Regions from separate parts of the Mus musculus genome. Here region 2 is linked to region 1. The links are chromatin contacts, called in public promoter capture Hi-C maps. All regions are on one chromosome and are shown on one strand. The core of a region is the stretch at or near the end of the contact, and the rest is flanking DNA. Distances in the headings are between cores, read along the strand shown.

Region 1 (4,112 bases), core at 994-3,493:
CAGCTGGTCTGAGTGGTTATTTAACTGAGTCACCGAAGACTAGAGCTTAGCCTATGGACTTGAGTCCAGCATTCTCGCGCGCGCGCGCGCGTGCGCGCGCGCGCGCGTGTGTGTGTGTGTGTGTGTGTGTGTGTGTGTGTGTGTGTGTGTGATCTTGGTTATTAGTTGGTGTGGGAAGACCCATCCACTGTGGGTAGCACCATTCCCTGAGGGGATCCTGGGCTGTGTAAGTGTGGAGAGAGGGGCTGAGCAGCAGGCGACATCCATATATCCACTAGTCCCTTCTGACTGTGAATGTAATGGGACCAGCTGCTTCAAGTTTCAGACCCCTTCCTTGATTCTCTGCCATGATGGTCTAACCCAGAACTGTGAATCAGAATAAACCTTCTCTCTCTTAAATTGTTGTCACAGCAACAGGAAAATACACTAAGACACTCACCTATAATCACCTATACTGATATCCTCTTAGTCCTGAGCACATCATTTTGGATACTCATCATCAATTAGTGGAACAGTCTGGACTACAGACCCACCGTTTCATCTTCCAATGGGAAACCACAAGGGAGCCGGAGGCCTCCTCTCTAATTTGGGGAGCAGTGAGGAAAATGCGTGGGTTTTCTCTTCCCTTCCCATCCCCAATCTCAATCCGACAAAGTAAGTCCTTCTTGATTACTCTGTTTAATTATACACCAACTCATTACAAAGGGGGTTCTGATTCCTGTTTGTTTGTTTGTTTGTTTGTTTGTTTTTTGACAGGGTCTCTCTATGTAGCCCTGACAGCTGGGAACTTGCTTTGTAGACCAGGCTAGCCTTGAATTCAGAGCCTCTCCTGTCTCTGCCTCCAAAGTGCTGAGATTAAAAGTGTACCATGCCCAGCTCTGGATATTTCTCTCTCTCTCTCTCTTTCTCTCTCTCTCTCTTAGTGGTTTTAGAGCTTTATTGTAGAAAGGCAGGGGGAAAGAGAGCAGGTAGAAAGACAGAGGCTGGCCATGGCCACGTGGAGAGAGATGGGGAGGGAGAGAGAGAGAAGGAGGGCTAGAGATGAGAGTAGGAAAGGTGAGAGCTTAAAGAGCCAGCTCTGGTTTTTTTACTATTTATTTTATGTGTGCGTGTGTTTGCATGTGTGTACACACACATGACACAGCGAGCATGTGGTGGTCAGAAGACAACTTATGAAAGTCAATTCTGGTTCCCTTCTTTGACTGTGTGGGCTCTGGGGATCGAACTCAAGTCATCAGGCTTGGAGGCGAGTACCTTTACCCACTGAGCCATCTCACCACCTTCAGGTTCTGACTCTTAAAAGGTGTTTAAGGAAAAAAAAAAAGTCTTCCACGAAAAACAAAGTTGGATGCCTCAGGACTCTCTGCTTACTTCCTGCACTTGGGTAATGATCAGTGGGTGTTGAGTATGGAGACCTAGTTATGTGGCCAACTTCCTTCCGCACACTGAAAAGCATGGAAAGATTACTCCATCTCTCGCATGACAATCTAGAAGGGACTCCTCAGGCATCATCTGGAAGCTGGTGGCATTTTCCTTTAGAAAGAGGGGAATGAGTCCTACGAAAGATAATGAACGTACCTATTTCGTGCACATTGTTCCTATGTCCTATTCAATTGCATCTCACTTCCTGGATTTCTCTGGAGGAAAGTAGAAGAGATGGGCTAAGATGTCTGTGCCTATAACTTCTTACCTTTCCACTTTACAGTAGAGAGGCTACTTTCTCTGTGTGCCCGTAGAGAGCAGTCTTCGCAAAGTCTTGCCTGCAGGGAAACATGAGGTGATAACCGCCTGATGGTGACAGAGGACAGGAAAGGATTGCATATTTTATAGACTGCAGGGAGGTGATATTCCCATTCACACGAAGGCAATTAGGCAGCACAAAGGGCCTGGCCTCTACTCTATGCTGCTGAAATCTTCCTTGACCCAGCTTCTCCTCTGTCCATGTACGTGACTAAATTCCTCTTGGATAGGGTGGAGTACATACATTGCCCTCTCTCTGGTTCCTGTCTGCTCCCTGGCCTGCCTGTTTCATCAGAACTCACCTGACAGTGCCTCTGTGGTCTAAGTGGGTTTAAGTCAAGCACTTGGGCTGAGCACCCTTTACAAGGCCAAAGCCAAGCCAAAGCCAAGCAAAGGCAGACGGGAGCCTTGTTCCTCCTGCTCAGGCTGTGTGAGACAAAGGCCGTTTCCGTCCATGCTTACCACCTCCTAGCCTCCTAAGCTTATAGCACGGTGTGTGCCTCCCTCTGCTGGCTAAGCTGGATCAACACTTCTGTTTTAGTGATTGTACGTGGAGAGACCCTTCCTGGCAGTACCACTGTCTAAGCCACTAACAGAAGGAGCGGGTACAACACTAAGCCCTTGGTATACACCACCTCCAACCCTCACCGAGAGTTTGTGAGGGAGGTAGCGTTGCTCCCACCAAACAAGAACCACTCTTAACGTATACAGAATGCATGCAGTTTGAGGAGGAGGGAAGGAGGTGCAGACACAGCAAGCTCCGTGTTCCGAGCCACTGTGTAAATACATGATCCCTACAGGGTGTGTGTCGCACAGCTTGCCCCAGTTGACAGACATGGCAGGCCAGTCATGCCTTGCTATTCCCAACAATCCACCTGCTAATGACCCCATATATCATCTCCCCCTTCTCTTGTGTCCAGAAACCAAATTCATGAGCACCCCGGTCCTTTCCCTTTACATCCTTGTGTCGTTTGCTCCCTTTATGCCTGCCTCACACTTATGCAGCGATATTGAAACCAGATAGAATTCAACAGATTTGTCCATACTGACTGGAGGGGAATGAGATTTGACGGTGGATGTAAAATAGGAAGAGAAGTGATCACATGACCTTTTCACTAATGGAAACCACAGCTGGTAATAACCCTCTTATATTACCTTTCCTCTCTGGGGCTTTCCAGAAATATCTTGTAAAATAAAAACCTCAAACCACACAGGCATTCCCTCTCTTGGTGCCTGTGTTGTTACTAACTCTTCTGCTTGCCGCCTGCCTCTCCTGAGCTGCTCACCCCTCTCTGCAGTGTCTGCTGTTTCCTTTTTCTCTTGCCAGCCTGGGACTCGGATGGCCTCCGCCTCCTCTTCACCTGGCTCATTGGCCTATTCCTGAGGTCTCCCTTCTTTTCTGGGTTTCTGCTCTTTTACTAGAGCTTCTATTCTGTCTCCACCCCACCCTACAAGCCTCTGAGCTCTCTAAGGCATTTAGTCAATATTCCTAGGACCCAAATCCCCACTACTGGGTTAGGGGGACCCTTTAGAGTTTGGATCAGATCCACTGATTTCCTTACGTTACTAAAATCTCAGCAGTGATCTGGGTTCACCCATCTCCAAAGAAGAAAACTGAGGCTTACAAAAACATGTTTATCTGTACTCTCTCCCTGTTGATGGGCACATTTGAAATACCAAACTAATACTCGCTCTTCAACGGCATTCTTCACTCTTGCTTACCCAAGGACCCCCCTACACTGTCGTGTTCACAGTCTTAAACGTACATGTTTAGAATACTTGGTCCCCAGTTGGTGGTGCTGTTTGGGGCTGTTTAGGCGATGTAGCCCTGCTGAAGGAGAGATACCACTGAGGCGGGCCTTGAGAGTTCATAGACTTGCCCTACTTCAGTTTACTCTCTCTGCATAACTTGTGGTTCAAGATGGAGGCTCTTAGCTGCCTTGTCTTGGTGTCACGACGGCCCCTTGCTACCGTGCCTTCCCACCATGATGGATTTGTATCCTTCTACAGTTGAAATAAATTCCTTCCATGGATTGCGTTGGGTCATGGGGCTTTATCACAGCAACAGAGAAGTAACTAACACAAATCATTATAAAATGATTCTCTTTTACAACACCATTTAGCTACAATATCCTTGATAATAAATGCATTAAGGGAGGGAGGGAGGGAGGGAAGGAAGGAGGGAGGGAGGGAAGGAGGGAGGGAGGGAAGGAGGGAGGGAGAGGGGATCCTAGTTGTTACCATGTGTGCTGCTGTTACAAATTTCATCAAGTGCTACAGAGGCTCATCACCATTTTGAAATTACCATAGTTTTAAAGATTGTCACCAGATCTGTTATTTGATCATTAATAAAAACATATTTATTACCACAC
Region 2 (4,112 bases), core at 771-3,270, 430 kb before region 1:
TCTCTCTCCCTCTCTCTCTCTCTCTACCCCCATCTCCCTTACCCCATCAGCCTTCCACTAAACCTACACTTGTGTGTTAAGGTGTGCAAAGCTTGGGGCATAGGAGGTACAATAGGATGGAATTGGGGAGGTGATCTTAATTTAATCACTGCTCTGTGCACGGTAACCTGGGGACCTGAGCCGGACAGTGCTACTACTGCAGAGCTACTGACCACTGGGCCAGGGTTTTAGTTCAGTTCCCACCCAGGGTGTCTTCCTACCCTGGGGACATCCTCAAGATGTTCTGCCAATTAACCAATGGCCTCCCATCATCACAGAGGCCAGGGACGGCCAAACTATGGCCTGCTGGTCAAATCCAGTCCACACATCTTTTCCGTAAGTTATTTCCTTAGAAACTAACTATTCTCATCTTGTCTATGATCCATCTGAGCCTCCAGTTTCAGAGGTGAGTTAAAGGGGCAGAAGCTACATAGCTCACAGATTTGAAAGGAAACACCATGTGATCCTGTGTTGATCACGCATGGCTATTTGCTTGTAATTGATTTGTAACAATGGTCTTAATACTCCTATCAAAAATTAAACAGAGCCAGGTGTGGTGGTGGACAACTTTCTTCCCAGCACTCAGGCAGAAGCAGACAGACATCTATGAGCCTGGTCTATGTAGCAAATTCTAGGCCAGCCTGGGCTACATAGTGAGACTTTGTCTAACAAAGAAAGAAAGAAAGAAAGAAAGAAAGAAAGAAAGAAAGAAAGAAAGAAAGAAAGAAAGAAAGAAAACAACAAAAAGCCAGGTGCCATCAGTTATCTGTCTTGATTTATATATATTCAGTTATTTACAAATTAATCATATATAGTACTATTGAAATGCTTACACATTATAAAACACAAAAAGAAGTGTAAGAGAATAATACTGAAAAAACTTATTAAAGGTCTAATTTATCAGTATTCATAGAACTTCTATTACATCTTAATCTTAGTTTTAGCACACTGTGATCAGTTATTTGAAAGCCTGGCTAGCGTGAGCTTCAGTTGATTCTGCCATTCAACTTTCAATGACAGTTGCAGCTTAGGGTTTTTTTTTTTTTTTTTAATTTTTAAAATTATATGAGTATGAGTGTTTGCTTGAATTTATACGTGAGCACCATGTGTATGTCTGGTGCTTGAGGAAGTCAGAAAAGGGTGGTAGATGCCCTGGAACCAGAATCATGGATGTTTGTGAGCCATCGAGGGGTGTTGGGGATTGAAGCCAGGTCCCCTGCAAGAACAACTGCTCTTAAGGGCTGAGTCCTCTCTCCAGTCCCTTAGTCTTGTGTTTAAGTTTATGGAAAATGGATACGTACAAGTGGGAGAGATAAACGCTTGGTATGTTGAAGCATGGAGCTAACATACTAAATCCCCCCTAATTTCCAATGTGTGTCTGTCCACCATTTCTCCTTCCAAAGCCACACGAATTTTAAATAAATTGCTTCAACTTCTACTTGTGAGATTTAAGAGTTTTATTTCCCCCTCAAGCCTAGGTATGAAGACAAGGTATGATTGTCTTGGTAGATCACACTTACAGATTTTTTCAACAACAAAATCACAAACGAAAGTCTATTTTCCACATAATTTTTTTTTTTACCATGTGAGTTTTTGCTGAAGGTGAAAATGTTGGTCAGTGACTATGGCGGTCGATGGCTGTGCGGTCGGCGACTGTACTAAGAACCTTGGGCTTGTATATCTACAGTGGGTGGACTGTGTGCTACGTGGATTGGGTTTCAGTAGAGATTACAGACCTAGGAAAAGCCTTTGGCTCCTCACACAGCCTGCTGAAAAAAGCAAGCGAGGGGCAGAGGAAGCCCTCCTCCGTGCTCCCTCAGCGAGGTGGGCACTGGCTCCCTGAGCACAACCTTCCTTGTATTTCCAGCAATTTCCCTTCTGCCTGCAGCTTCTGCACAAACCTTCAAAGCACAGGGCTCTTTAGCAATGTTAGTTTAAACTAGATAAGGCCTGCCACAGGTAAACCTTCTGACTCCACCGAGACTAGAGGGCCACGTGGCACCGAGAGCTGCGCATTCTAAGCCCCGTGCTTGCCTCTGGGGATGGTACACATGGCTAGAAAAGGGGTCAGGGGTAAGGTGTCAGGGCCAGAAGGGATGGCCAGAAAAGTACCAGAAAAAGCTTTAATTCTTTGCCCTTCCACTCCATTTTCTCTTCCCCTGCCTTCCTGCTTCTATAGCAACATTAACATCCCCCTTTCCTCTTGCCAGCTCCAGATGCACCGACCCTCCACCCTCGAGAGAGGCTCAGAAGCAGCAGGCATCCTGAAAATCGGCCTGTGCCTCCTGTGAAGTCACCAAGGTTGTGTCAGACCTGCATCACGGACTGCTTTATTTGCATCTAAGACCCCACCCCCTACATCCATCATCAGGAGTGTTCCTCTAGAGCTAAAGTTCTGTTTCACCCCCACCTCACCCCGGCACCATGTGATTTCCATACACTACTTTCATTGACTAAGGATGCCCAAAAGCATGAAAGGGAAGCAAAAGGCATTGAAACACTGACAGGTGGCACCTGGGGAGGCACCGAAGGTGTTCCGGGGTGTGGGGGAATCTCACTGAGGGAAGAAATGACCGTGACTATGAGATGACAGATCAGAACCATATTAAACCTGAACGGAGCAACAGCATCAGCTTCACAGCTTGATGGCAGAGGTGACATCAGCAACAAATACAAGAGCGGGACCCCAACTTGTCACATTTCTCTCAAACCCTCCCCCTCTAAACATTGAAAGTGTGGTAACCCGACACCTCATTTCTCTCAAATCCTTCCCTCTAATTGTTGAAAGCAATTACTGGCCACAAACTTTCCAGTGCTTGCTTGGGCTGGTACATTTTGCGCACTGGTCTAGAATGCAAATGTTTCAGTGGATTTATCATGGATATGCTTGGTATCCTTATGCTTCTTTCTTGGCAGAAGTCATTATTCAGATCCCTCCTGGAACTAGGAACTGGAAAAGGTATGTTTTCCTTGTCTAAAACCAAAGCAAGCAACAACAATAACCACAGCCACAATTGGTGGTGGACAGAAGACATATCTGATTTGAACCTGGTCAATAATGGGAGGCTAAGGCAAACTGAGTCACCTGGTGTGTGTGTTTGTTTGTTTGTTTGTTTTCTATTCAGACTGTGGACTCTGGTCCAGATCAAAGATTTATCTTTCTGTGTGTTTGTATGTGACTGTGTACACAGCACCTGCCTGTCTCTCTCATTGTTTGTATGTGAATGTGTACATACCACCTGCCTGTCTCTCTCATTGTTTGTATGTGAATGTGTACACACCACCTGACTGCCTCTCTCATTATGTGTGTGTGAATGTGTACACACCACTTGCCTGTCTCTCTCATTGTTTATGTGTAACCGTGTACACAGCACCTGCCTGTCTCTCTCATTGTTTGTATGTGACTGTGTACACACCACCTGCCTGTCTCTCTCATTGTTTATGTGTAACCGTGTACACACCACCTGCCTGCCTCTTTCATTGTGTGTGTGTAACTGTGTACACACCACCTGCCTGTCTCTCTCATGTTTGTGTGTGTGCCTGGCAGTCCTTTTGGCTTTTTGTGATGTCAGTGGAAAGCAAAACTAATTCAGAGAGAGCAGCATATTCAACTTTGCTCCTTTAGAAACATTTAATGAGCCCTAGCCAAAACTGGCTTGCAATTCAATGGATGTTGTAAGAAACACAAAGATGCCTAGTTCCATCATATCATGGGCTGTCTTATGATTAGTTACACATTTAATTTCATTCAATGGTTTTTAGCTTAATTTCATCTACTTTGCAAGTTTACTTTGAGATCCATGTTTAAGGGGCCAGAGATTTTGTTTAGTTCCAGACCTTTTAACTGCTTGTCCAGTCAATCCAAAAATTAAAAGGATAGTTAGAACTGGCTATTAAGTTCTCAGAACACTATACTGACTATATGTGGTATCCTTTAACCCAGGAATTAGTAGCCATGACTCCAAAGTAAGACTGTAAGACTTGTATTCTCTACAGCTATACTTTGGAGCAAAGTGTAGAAAACGATTCTTTATATAGTTGTTCCCTCTCACCTGTGGGGATGGAGCCTAAGG

Evidence for each region. Promoter capture Hi-C pulls out the DNA fragments that hold promoters and counts their contacts.
Region 2: a contact with region 1 is called in a promoter capture Hi-C map of second pharyngeal arch cranial neural crest. The contact joins two enhancer-like sites. A contact is called at or near these places in 2 of 39 promoter capture datasets (cranial neural crest and second pharyngeal arch cranial neural crest) and 3 of 115 datasets of contacts at active chromatin or transcription factors (embryonic stem cells and pancreatic cancer cells).

What each region holds. Positions count from the first base shown.
Region 1 is chr6:34,291,157-34,295,268 of GRCm38.p6, reverse strand. No RefSeq gene overlaps it. Among named protein-coding and RNA genes, the nearest start is that of Akr1b3, 24 kb to the left of the region's middle. Within about 2 kb of position 2,243, at least 53 of the 459 cell types and tissues checked have an H3K27ac peak or open chromatin away from gene starts, as enhancers often do.
Region 2 is chr6:34,725,404-34,729,515 of GRCm38.p6, reverse strand. All of the region lies in intron 3 of Cald1 (caldesmon 1), which reads right to left. It overlaps Gm38787 (a long non-coding RNA gene), which reads left to right. Exons shown (of 3, transcript XR_868972.2): 1 at 1-2,998. Among named protein-coding and RNA genes, the nearest start is that of Gm38787, 5.3 kb to the left of the region's middle. Within about 2 kb of position 2,020, at least 11 of the 459 cell types and tissues checked have an H3K27ac peak or open chromatin away from gene starts, as enhancers often do.